Regions from separate parts of the Rattus norvegicus genome. Here region 2 is linked to region 1. The links are chromatin contacts, called in public Hi-C maps. All regions are on one chromosome and are shown on one strand. The core of a region is the stretch at or near the end of the contact, and the rest is flanking DNA. Distances in the headings are between cores, read along the strand shown. Region 1 overlaps LOC120103462 (a long non-coding RNA gene). Region 2 overlaps Ttc7a (tetratricopeptide repeat domain 7A).

Region 1 (6,141 bases), core at 1,097-3,596:
CTCTCAGACTAAGACCTTGATATCCAATATTGGTTGAGTCCATGGGTGATGAACCTACATTTGGCTGGACTGAAATATGTCCTGTCAGTGGGTGCATGGCTGTCACCTACATCCTGGACACTATCTGTTGGTAGTTTTAAACCTTCGACCGACCATGAGGATTTTTCCTTTCTATTGTCTTCAAAGGGCTTCATGGTTTTCTTTACATTTGCATATGAGTCCATTATATAAAGTACTAAGAGGATTCAGTCAGAGTGACGGTCACCAGTGAGTGTGTGAGTGTGTGTGTGTGAGGGGGGGGGATGGAGAGTTATCATATTGATGAGTATGCAGCTTCAGTCCGGTATAATGAAAAGCTCTAGATCTGTCCTTCAGGAGCGCCCATACAACACGGTAAATGTGCTTACTGCCAATGGACTAACATGTCTCGAGTGGCAAATTGTATCACTTCAGAATGTCTGTTTAGGGATTCTCCTGTGAACTGTTTGCAACATGTTTCTAGATCACTCATTAATTGATGGGTTAAAGGCAGTCACTGACAGGTGCTCATTTGATATCTGCATAAGATTTATGATTTTTCCCTTTTAATAAGTGGTTAGGAGCTAAAGTATCTGCTGCTTAAGCTGAAAGAACAGATCAAAGGAAGGAGGGAAAGAAGCGAGCAGGGGCGGGGGTGGGGTAGAAGAAGCGGAGATAGGACAGGAAAGCCAAGAGGGTGGGATGGGAAGCGGGTGGACGAGCAGAAAGTGCAGAGAAAAGCTGGAGGGAGGGGCCGGGAGGAAGTGGGAGGGCTTCCCTTCTGACCCATACATGTGTCAATCCTCTCCCTTGGCTTGAAGGAGTCTCTATTTTGACTCTGCTTCGAATAACCCTCTCTGTCCCTCAGTCCGAGAATGAAGAAATTATTTTCTGCCTCTGCCGTTTCCCAGGTCACCAGTTATATTAAGCCGAAGTCCCTTGGTGGCTGCTGTCTATAATTTTCCACTCCACACCCTTTTGAGTCAGATTGCAAAATAAGGCCATTTTGAAACTTGGTTTCCTCCTGGTCAGGGCAGGGAAGATGTGACACAGGACTTTTGTGACCCTCTGCAGCTCAGGCAGGAACTTAGATTAGCAACTGGAAGAAGGGTAGGAGGAGGCAGCAGGTTGCTGGGACCCCAGTCAGACCACCCAGAGGTGCTCTATACAATTTCTAGCCTTTGGGGGTGGGAGGAGGGCATGGACCTGACGGGGGCATGGGCGGGGACTGGCGAGATGAGACGACACACCAGAAACGAAGGAGGCTCTTGGCGTCGTGGAGAACGGAGGAAATCAGCCACCATTCTTACAAATCTCTCAGAATCCAAAGTGCTCCCCGCGGTCCCCATCTCCCATTTGGGCTGCGGTGGAGCCGGCCTCCTGGCCACTCCCTGTTCTCCGGGTTGGAGCGCCTTCCCCTCTCCCCACCCATCACTTTGACTCACACTTTCTTTTTATTTCCTAATGGTTTACATCCTCCCTTGAGCACTCACGTGTACTTTATCTCTGAGCTGGCCACTCTGGCTCGTACTTCCCAGTGTGCTGCAGGGCCGGAGCCCAGGCTGATTTCTGTCTTAGTTAAGGAACAGCAGGGTAGACAAAGTGACCAGAGAGATGTGGGTGGTGGCCGCAGCAGGAGGCTCATAGGTGTTGTGGGTAGCCTTCAGTTCTGGCTTTTCTTGTGAGGGAAATGGGGAGCCATTGCAGGGGATGAGGAGAGGAGAGACTAGAGAGGTTTAAAGTCCCCATGATCTTAAGTGACATCCGGATATTTTCAGAGAGCAAACCGTTCGGGGCTCAGATTTCGGGGTACTCACAAAGATCTTCGGGAACATGGGACCAAATTCGCAGGGAACTTGAGGATGGTGGGAGTTTCTCCTTGACTGGTCAGGAAATGGGATGCTCTTTGTGTCTGTGTCTTCTCCTCCCTAGATATCAGCCGCGCACTGATAGGGCTTTCTGCCCCTGGACACAGAATAGGCTTAGAGTCTTTCAGGAAAAAAACTCATCAAAAATAGGCAGAGAACCCTGACCTACCAAACTGAGACACTGACACTGGCTGTAACAGAGGCTCAGGAAGAATAAGGCGGACTTCCAGGAGGAGGGAGGCTCCACTACCTAGAGATAAAAGACAGGCAGGAGAAAACCTTTCCTTGCAGCCCTCCCCCGGGCACAACTGTTGGCTCTGAGTCCCCTTCAGGCTTGCCCAGGCACACGAGCGCTAATTTAAAAGCCTCGCTAAGAGAAGTGAATGACTTCTTCAGTCGATGACATTTTCCAGGCTCTTTCCCCCAGCTCGCCCAGAAAACGCACAGCATTAATAACCAATAAAAGTTAAGAACGTCACCTCCCCACCCCTCGGTAATTCTTAAGGGTGAAATTTCTGGTCTGGGGACGTCCCGGGTTGTCCCCTCAGGTAGGGAACTTCCGGAAACGCCTCCACTCCCTAAACAACCGAAGGTTCCCCCCCCCCCACCTCCCACCTCCTCTCCTGGGAGGCGAGCGGCCGCAGGTGCGGAGGGCGGGGCGGCGGCGCGTGGAGTGCGGCCCATGGCCGGCAGGGGGCGCAGGGGAGCCGATGAATCCGGGGAGGGCTCCAGGCCCTCCGCCGTCGCCTGCCCAGCCCCCCACTGCAGCTATAGGTGTATTTACCGGAAGGTCACCCTAGTCCCTTCTCTCCGGCCCACCCTTTCCTCTCAGGTGTGGCCGCGGGAGAGGGATTCCTCCTGAGATCCTGCGGACGATTGTCAGGACCGTGAGGATCAGCGGCTTTGTGGCAGGAGAGATGCCAGAGCCTCCTTCGCCCCCCCTGCCCTACCATTAATAGCCTCAAAGTCCTGGGACTAAGCAAGAGGCTAAGGACCCCCGAAGTAGGACTCGGGCCCTATTTACTCCTGCAGAGCCTGGAGCGTGATAGGAACCTGTCCTGTTTGGGTTAAACGAAAGGACTTTTTTTGCCTAGGGGCTTCTTCTGCCATCCTCCTGTTCATCCAGCTGCTTACCTGTGTCACATAGTCCCGTTCCCCCTCCCTCCACCTCCACTCCCCCACATTCACCCACCCCTGCCCCAGGCCAGGTCTTCCCAGGCCTTACCTCGGGCTCTTTCACTGCTCCAAGGGCTCACTAGGTGGTCGGCCTAAGTCCCTTACATAGCCTTGAAGCTGTGCCCATCCTATTGAAGGGTAGCGAAACACACCACCCAGACACGGGCCACTTTAGCATAAGGATTATTTTGAGCAAAGGCAGCTGAAAAGGAACAGAAGCAAGAGGAACCCTCCCTCCCCCGTTTGCCTAAAAGCTGGATGGAAATGTACACGGATGTCCCTGTTCTCCGCTTTACCCGGAAGGTGGTATCATGGAAGACACTTGAGACCTTCGTCCGCCAGAAGTGGCACGCAGCAAGCAGAGATTGAAGAGTCTTTGTCTCCTGTTTTTTTTCCTCTCTCTGATTTGCCTTTCACAGTCGATACCTCTGGGGAGTGTAGTTCTTGTTTCTTCCGCCTTCCCCTTTCCTAAAATTGTACTGCTCTTTGTGGAAGTGTCATTCCTTCCTTTATCTCCCATGCGCCACACTTTTAATAAACTATTTTCCTCTTGTTAATCTTTGTTTAGAGATTCGGGCCAAGAACTCCCCACCACCACCCTATTTTAAGGCACTTGGCACATTGTTTTGATACATCTACTTGAGAGAACATAGTTTGATCTGTCCTTCCTGGGAGCTGCCTCTCCCACCTTTTCCCTCTCAGGCTTGAGACCAGATGGGCGGCAGCTTCGAATCCTTCAGGAAGCGTCCTTTGTTGGCCATCCTTGAGTTTTCTCAGCTCTGACCTGAAGCACATGCTCCTTGGATCTGTTTCTTGCATTTGTACCCTCGTGATTCTGGGGAAAATCAGTGTTCCCTTTTAGGATTCTTGGTCTCATTAACAAAAGAATTAAAGAATGGATTCAAATTGCAGGTTGAAGTTAATTTTTCTTAGAATTTAAAAGGAAAACATCCCAAGGCACACAAGCTGTAAACGCCAGGAGCTGCATAGAGAAGGAGGTAAGATGGAGACAGTCAGGCCACTCGAGCTGGCTTGGAGGTCAGCCACATGGGGGAGGGGAGCGGGGCATTATAGAAAGAGCAGGGATGACCACCCACAGTATCAGAAAAAGCTCTCTTGGTTCTGGCCAGTGTCAAAAGAGGGGTTTGTGGAGAGGAAGAAAATGGGAAGTTGTACTTTCTGGCTTACACCTCAGAAGGGTAGGCAGACCCAGAAAAGACTTATGGGTCAGCATTAGGGGAAAGAATTCTGGGAAGGAAAAGTACGGTGTCTCGTTAAAGGGAAAAACGTTCTGCCTATTTATCTAACATGGTTTAAGGTAAAGCTGTCTTCTCACCGGTGGTCTCTTGGCCCGGTGATTGAAACAGAGACTGGAATATCTGGAAAGTTAGGTCTTTACCCGTCACTAGTTCTCTTCACTTCCTCCCTCTGCATCCTGGTTTTGTTTGTTTGTTTGGTTGGTTTGTTTTGTTTGTTTGTTTGTTTTGTTTTGTTTTTCTTTTTTCTTTTTTTTGGAGCTGGGGACCGAACCCAGTACCACTGAGCTAAATCCCCAACCCCTGCATCCTGGTTTTTTGAGACAGGGTCTCTCTGTGTATCCCTGGCTGTCCTGGAACTCACTCTGTAGACCAGGCTGGTCTCACACTCAGAGATCCACCTGCCTCTGCCTTCTAAGTTCTGGGATTAACGGCGTGTGCCACCACACCAGGCTACTGATTCTATTCTCTTGACCTCAAAGAGTTGTTCCTTAGTGGATTCCATTGCAGTGTGATTTGACACATGTACATGGCTGTTATCATCATCTACTCGTTGTGAACATGGGCCAGTAGCATGGCTTACCTGCCACCAAGCCTGACCACCTGAGTTTGACCCCTCGGCCTCCCCATGTAATGGAAGGAAAGAGCAAACTCCCTCTACTGTGTGCACGTGTGCCATGACATACACGGGTTCCACTTCTACACGCATGTGTCCATGTACACACTTACAAATAAATAAATAGAATGAAAATTAAACTGTAAGCATGGGGGGTTCTACACACTGTTTTCTTTCTGTCTCTCTTTTTTTTTCTATTTTTTCTATTTTTTTTTTTTCCGGAGCTGGGGACCGAACCCAGGGCCTTGCGCTTGCTAGGCAAGCGCTCTACCACTGAGCTAAATCCCCAACCTCCCCTTTCTGTCTCTCTTGTTCACCACACTGCCTGCTATATTCCAGGTAGAAAGTTTAGCATGTGGGGTTTGCAAAGTCCCACAGTTAAGGGAAGGGAGGAGAGGTGGGAGGTGAGGGGGCTTGAGGAAAGGTGCATGTGGTCTCCTCATGGAATACTCTCCAGGGAGAGGCTCTCAGAGCCAGGTGACATCCTGGAATCACCGGGTGTCCAGGACTAGGAAGTGTTCTCATGCTCTGAGGCTGGGCTGCCCGTGCATTCACCAGCCGCTTCACTCTCTCCTTCATCTGATAAAGAGCTTACAGATATATGATTTATATTTCATTGTCATTGGTGTTTTGTCTGTACATGTGTCTGTATAAGGGTGTCCGATCTCCTGGAACTGGAGTTACAGACAGGTATGATCCGCCATGTGGGTGTTGGGAATTGAACTCAGGTCCTCTGGAAGAGCAGCCAGTGCTCTTAACCACTGAGCCAACTGCCCAACCCCATCTGATAAATATTTGATGATTCCTACTTTATCTAGGTGACTTATGAGATGGCTCATGCTATACCAGGGCTGACCAGCGTGCGTGCGTGTGTGTGTGTGTGTGTGTGTGTGTGTGTGTGTGCATGCATGCATGTGCATGTATGTGTTGGGGTACCAGGATCCTGGAAAGCTGGTGGTGAGTTGCTTCTTTGTCACTTCCTGTTCAGACGAGTAGCTTTTTCTGGAAATGGTCTAAAGGGAAATGGTGTGTTACCAGAGAGGCAGGTATTCTTGGAGGGCAGGAAGACGCCGGCTTCACCTGAGGTCAGAGAATGATCTCTGTGTGTCACTTCAGAGTATCATCCTCGGGTAAACATCATATTCACTTTGAAGTTATTCTTTCTGTGATCATTTGGGGTTTTCCAAATAGTCTTGGGAGGTCTTCG
Region 2 (6,141 bases), core at 1,089-3,588, 190 kb after region 1:
CCAAGCACTCAGGAGGTAGAGGCTGGAGGATCGTGTTTTATTAAAAATGACACCAATAAAAAGTCGAGCCAAAATGATTAAGCAGGACCAGGGCTGTGAGATGCCCAAATCCTCCAGGTTTCCTCCCCTTCTCTTCTTTCCACCCCAGGAATCTCCTGTCCCTCTAATCTGAGGGTCTCCTGGGATGTACAAGTGTCCAGCCTCACACCCCTCCACTGGGGCAGCAGGCAGAGAAGAGGCTCAAGTCTCTGCCATAGAGAGACCTTCAAACACAATAATGCATGGGGGAGTCTGGCCTCGTCTGCAGTGCAGTGGTTTAGGTCCAAGAACAGAGGTGTCTCTGGAGACCCGGAAATGTGGATGCCAGAGAGACCAGGTAACTAGGAGACCGGAAAAGCAGGGATAAAGTTCTGGAGTAGGTATAGAGGTCCCCACTTCATGACAGAATAACAGGATGGGCACGGAGCCAGGGGGCAGCTGTCCTCCCTCCGCCACCCACAGCACCAGCTAGGTTCCCATTCAGTCTGTAATCGTCAGGCTTCTTTCTGCAAGGAGGCCCAGACCTCATGTAGGATGCCAGGGTCACACTAAGCGATGCAGGGCTCCCTAGGTCCTCCATATTCCACTGCTCTGGGGAAGGCAGGAGGGCTGATTACTCAGGCACATACTTTATGAGGGTGTGATTTTTACAGGGACCCTAATGGGGATGGGCTCCCTGAGAGGGGAGGCGCCACCCCTAGCTTTATTACTTTCCCTCAGACTAATCTTCAACACTCAAGGGACCCTTTTTAGCAGTTCTTAACCTTAAAGCTAATGATTTTCCCCTGGTGTAGAGGATTACTGTGACCCAAGTTCCCTAATCCTTGAAGACTCACAATGATCCTCTGCCTCTTAATAAATTGAACTCGATCCGACTTTGAAGCTTTAAAAGGCAACAGCCCGAAAGTCTCAGCTTCTGGAGTACCAGCTCCTGGCCTTCAAAGGCCCTGCCCCACCTGGTGAGGAGCCCCAGCCTGGTACGCTGTGCCCCGAACATACTCTTCCCACCAGTGCAGTACTGACTGCCGGCTGACCCACCCCACCAGCCTCCCAATGCCGTCCTACCACAGATAACTAAACAACCCCCTAGTAAGCTCTCCAGACTTGAACACGACTCAGACAACAAAGGCCTTGCAGGCTGTTCGAGAAGCTCTTAGGTAGGACAAGGGTAGGCTCTGGCCTGGAATATAGATAGCTTTAGTCTCTGCATCTGTGTTTTCCACCCAGTATAGCTTTTTCCACTGAGGAGACAGGCTCTTGTGGGCAGAGCACAGATAATGAAGACAGGCCTCTGTCTTGGGTCCTCTCGAATCACACAGAACAAGACCACAAGAGAGCTGAGAAGAAGAAATGCTGAATGTCAACCCAGCTCAGCCAAGGAGGAGGTGACCTTTGAGAAGGACCTGAGGGGGCCAGCGATTATGCCTGGCTTAGCACTTCCTCGGCCACATGGCCAGAGAGTCCTGGCTGCTGTCCCCACGCACTGTGGCCGCCAAGCATGTTTAATGAACCCAGCAGAGTGATAAACTATGTTTGTGTTAATACCTTTGATTCCAACCCCTCCTCAAGTGTTGGTATTTTAAGCATCCTTTTGATGTGCCACAAGTCCTTAATAAGAACAATCCAATAAACACACTGGGTTTACGGCAGAAATGTTAACAGAAGTCCCGGACTCTGATCCCTTCTGCTTGGTGGGTTGCCCCTCCAGAAATGTGTCCCGTGCAACCTGATAAATAGGTGTGCATGTGAGGGGCAGGCAGATAACTCGGAGAAATGCCCTAGAGGCTCAGCTTCAGCCTCGACTGGATCTAGCTACAGACAGGCTCCAGCTAATACCTAGTTATATCACGTCAAACATTTTCCAAAACAGCCCTGGTTTCCTGGGGCAGATGGCTGCAGCAGTGCATGTGTTGATCTGGGGCGAGCAGTGGCTTGTGCAGAGAGCCACATTGTTCCTACACTGGCAAAGTCCTCTGGGGCTCTGACACACATTCCCTCAAGACTTCCCAAGTCTCCTAGGGCCAGGGGGCTGGGCCAGCAGGGGCTCTCAGGAATGCCTACTGTGTCAGATAATGGGTGGGGAGGTGGCCCTGCCCACTGTGGAGCTAGGAAGAAAACACACACACTTGCTCCCCTGTCACTTGAGGGCCTTGGGTCCTCAGAGTCAGCCTGGCAGGCCGCCAGTGCTGGGCGGGGGGAATGACTGACAGCTTGCTTATTGGAAAGCTCCCATCCTTGGCCTAGGAACTTTGTTTGGTTTCTATGGTGACCTTCACTACAAGGTCCTGACTAAAGCTAAAGGAATGTGTTACCTAAAACCATCTCCTTACAGTGTGCACCATGGCCATTCCTCCCTACCCCATACTCCTGTTCCTCCTGGTCAGGCTTCCCAGCTGCCTCTTCATGGGAAGGGCCAGCAAAGACAACTCTGGGGCTGCTAAAATTCTCACATTCCCCACAGGAAGCCCGTGGCCTGCCTGGCCTTGGGCCTCCTGGCCGCCTGGTACATGTGTCCAGGGCTTAGTGGGAAGCCCATGGGATTTCAGGAAGCTGCTGGGGGTATCTGGTTTCCATCATACCAGGCTGTGTGAGGACATACAGTGTTGTCCCCGTGGAGGAATCAGTCTCTGCCTCGTCACGTTTCCGCCTTTTTAAACCTGAGCCGTGTTAACCAAAGGCCATCCTCCACTTGGCTTCTTAATCCCTGAGTGAGAAGGGTTTTCAGAAGCTGGGCTCACCAAGGCTGGGTTCTGCCCCGCATGCCTAGATGGTGCCTGTGTGGGAACACTGACTGTTCCCTGTGTCACTCACAGCCCAGCCTCATCCATACCCCTTCCTTCAGCTCCTGGCTCACTCACACCCTCAGTGCCAGGTGTCAATGGGACTTTGTGGCCTTCTCTCCACACTGAGACCTTGGACACAGCAGTCTACCAACCTGTAACCTTCAGTCCGAGTCTCACAGCGCACTTGAGAAGCAGAAGAGCAGGGGAGATTTTCAAAATTTATTTTATTTAAAGAGGAACACGTTGCTGCGGGCGGCACCTAAGCCACAGAAGTGACTCACGGCAGTGACCTGACCAGCTCTCACACTAGGATAAACTCATAAGGTGGGGGTCTGCTTAGCGGCCAGCTTCCTCCTTTGTCTAGGCCTCTCCCAAGCAGCAGAGGGCCACAAAGTACCCCTACACTGACCTGCTGGCTTCTGTCCTCCATGGGGACAGTTCTTGGATCCACTGAACTGATGACTCTGCACAAAGGAAAAGTCTCTAGAAGGCTTGGCCACCAGGATAGCCCTGCAAGGTGCTTGGTGGGAGACAACCTATGTCACAGGCCTGAGAGTACTTTGTTAGGGATGGTGAGGTCAGGCCGAGGCGGTTTGGTCTGGGTTGCTTTGCTGAGCACTATTTACTGGACTGCTGGTTTAATTAACTGCTAGCAAGAGCTAGAGCCCCACATGGCCTCTCCTAGCTCAGGGGGCAGGTGGGGAAGCAGGACACACAGTCAATCGAAAAGCAATGACATTTTTCAGTGATCCCTGACCCATAATGGTCTCAATGACATTTCCTGCTAATCCATGGGTTTCTGCATTCCAGGGTTTCATCTGTGGGGAACAGTTTTAATTTATTTGCAAAGGGACTCGGTCACTGGATAGAACTGGTGTGTGTGTGTGTATAACTTTTTTTCTATAAGAAAGATTTATTTTCTCACACTCTGGTGTCTTGAATGAATTCCTGTCTGGTTAGTTTTGTAGCCTTTGAGGGCCAGTTCAGATCAAAGCAGAGCTCTGGGTCTGGGAGCTGATGAAGAACAACTTCTCCACATCACCTGACCCTGCTAACTGAGCAAACTGAGTAGGGGAGTTCTCCTCGGGGTCCATCGCACTCATTCCCTGTGCTCTGCAGAACACTCAGTAGTAACAGGGAACCACACAGTGCAGTGTCTCACACCCTAGAGCTAGCTCCTGCCGCCCCTCAGTGCAGTCTCTGTCAGTGAGCAGTTCTCATGGCATAGGCTGCCCCCTTAAGGCTCTTCCCGCAGAAGCACTATTTTCCAGGCAAACACCACAGTCTAGACCAACACCCACTTCCACCATCACCACAGCCCTGGGGTCGTGGCCCCTTTAAGAACCTGCTGAAAGCTATCTCCTTGCAAACAGAAAGGTTTTCATTCACATACATACACCCATGGGACTCCTCCTGAAGGGGTGGAGGTGGAGTGGTAGGCACAAGGCTCAAAGCCCAAACCTCTCCCTCTGCCTGTGAGTGCAGTTGGGCAGAGCAGTGTGGGAGGAAGGAGCTGTCCAATCCATTCTAGAGCAGCAACAGGATAGTGAGAGTGAAGCCACTGGGAGAAAGCATCTTCCTGGGGTGGTCGCGGAAGCAAAGGAGTAGATCCTAGCATGTCTCACACAGCTTGGGGTTCAGGCAGACTTTCGGCAAGGGAAATGGCCTCTCAGAGCAGGCGGGGGTGGGGTAGGATGGGGGATGGGGTGGGGTGGGGTGGGATGCTGGGCCAGTAGGACATTCAGTGCATGAAAGATGCTGAGAGGCGAAGAGGGAGGGCCAGGGATGGGAGGTGTAGCCCTGTGGGCGGGGTGCTCCTTCCCTTCCCACTCAAGAGTTCCGAGCTTTTCTCCTTGAGTGTTTCTTTTCCCACTTTGTCCAACCAACAGAGTAAACACACACACACACACACACATACGCACACACGCACATGCACACACAGGCACGCATGCCCACAGAGTAAACACACACACTCACACACAGGCACACACACACACACGCACACAGAGTAAACACACACACGCACACGCACACAGAGTAAACACACACACACACGCACACACACATAGGCACACACGCACACACATGTACACAGAGTAAACACACACGCACGCACACATACAGGCACGCACACAGAGTAAACACACACAGGCACGCACACAGTAAACACACGCACACGCACACGTGCAGGCACGCAGACCAGCAGCAGTGAGTCAGGACCTGCCAGGTAGGTGAGGATAGAGTCTGGGAGAAGCAAGGATCCACTGTGGACAGCAGAGGCCTCTTCTCATCTGGATTTTTACTGTATATAAAAACCACAGGGCTGGGACAATAACTGCGTGGGTAAAGGCATTTGCCACCAAGCCTGAAGACCTGGGTGCTATCTCCAGAATTCACACGACAGAAGGAGGGAACCGACGACTTCGAGGTGTCCTCTGACATGCACACGTGCCATCGCACATGTGTACTACTTCATATAAATGTAGCTTTTAAAAATTAAAAATAAATAAAGCTACCACCTGGCACTGCTGTATGACACCTGGGTTTCCTGTTGCCCACAACTCTTGGTCTATGCTTCAGTATCCTTGAAGCGTCTTATAAAAGTGAATGATCATTTCTCCAAGGCTGGATGGAGCCAGGCTCGAAGCCCTAGCTATCCCCCTATACAAGGATGGACTATCAAAGCAGACACATGCTCTACACCTTATGAAGAGCTAGGATCCACTGGGCAGGAGAGTTGGGTATGTGGAGAGGACCGGATAGCATCAGGAATTGGGCTGGGGGTGGTTTAGATTATAGACAGCAGACAGTCTGGGTGCAGAGAAACAGGAAAGAGGCTCAGGGTTCATCCAGCATGACCTCCCCCTAGATCTCCTCACAGAGCCACAGTGTGGCTTCTGCCTTGGCTAGCCTGCTGTCCTGATTTGACGACTTTATGGTGAGGGGAAAGAGACCAATCCTACCCTATCTGCTGCTCCCTGACCCAGTGTACTGTGAACCCTGCTCCAAGAAGCAGGGTTGTGGTTGGTGGGGTAAACATGAATAGTCAGGGCCACCCTGAAAGAAGATAACCATTCCCCCAGCTTCCGGAAAAGAATGCAGTTCGAATGGTTCCTTTGCCCTCCACCAGCCCAGATAGCTTTCCGATTCTATCCTTGGCTGGTTGTGTCAGGGTCGTGATTACGTCACACGCCTTACCAAGGGGTACCCCCAGGACTGGAGGGCTAGGTGGAAGTGCTATCCTGTACACATGCAATCCACCAGTTCTCCCCTGGAGCCCACAGCTTCTATGCGGTGCCCAGGAGCCCCACCAGTTCAC

The links. Hi-C and Micro-C count contacts between places; a contact is called where the count stands out from the background.
Region 2: a Hi-C map of Schwann cells shows a contact between it and region 1, with 2.1 times the contacts expected there. The contact joins two enhancer-like sites. A contact is called at or near these places in 4 of 12 Hi-C or Micro-C datasets (Schwann cells, hepatocytes, mammary epithelial cells and 1 more).

Annotation. Positions count from the first base shown.
Region 1 is chr6:12,751,730-12,757,870 of GRCr8, forward strand. LOC120103462 (a long non-coding RNA gene) reads right to left here. Exons shown (of 3, transcript XR_010052445.1): 2 at 3,112-6,141. Among named protein-coding and RNA genes, the nearest start is that of Calm2, 90 kb to the right of the region's middle. Within about 2 kb of position 2,347, at least 50 of the 93 cell types and tissues checked have an H3K27ac peak or open chromatin away from gene starts, as enhancers often do. A contact at or near this core is called in Schwann cells, where this site is marked.
Region 2 is chr6:12,942,468-12,948,608 of GRCr8, forward strand. The region is part of intron 15 of Ttc7a (tetratricopeptide repeat domain 7A); the gene reads right to left. Among named protein-coding and RNA genes, the nearest start is that of Mir3558, 10 kb to the left of the region's middle. Within about 2 kb of position 2,339, at least 56 of the 93 cell types and tissues checked have an H3K27ac peak or open chromatin away from gene starts, as enhancers often do. A contact at or near this core is called in Schwann cells, where this site is marked.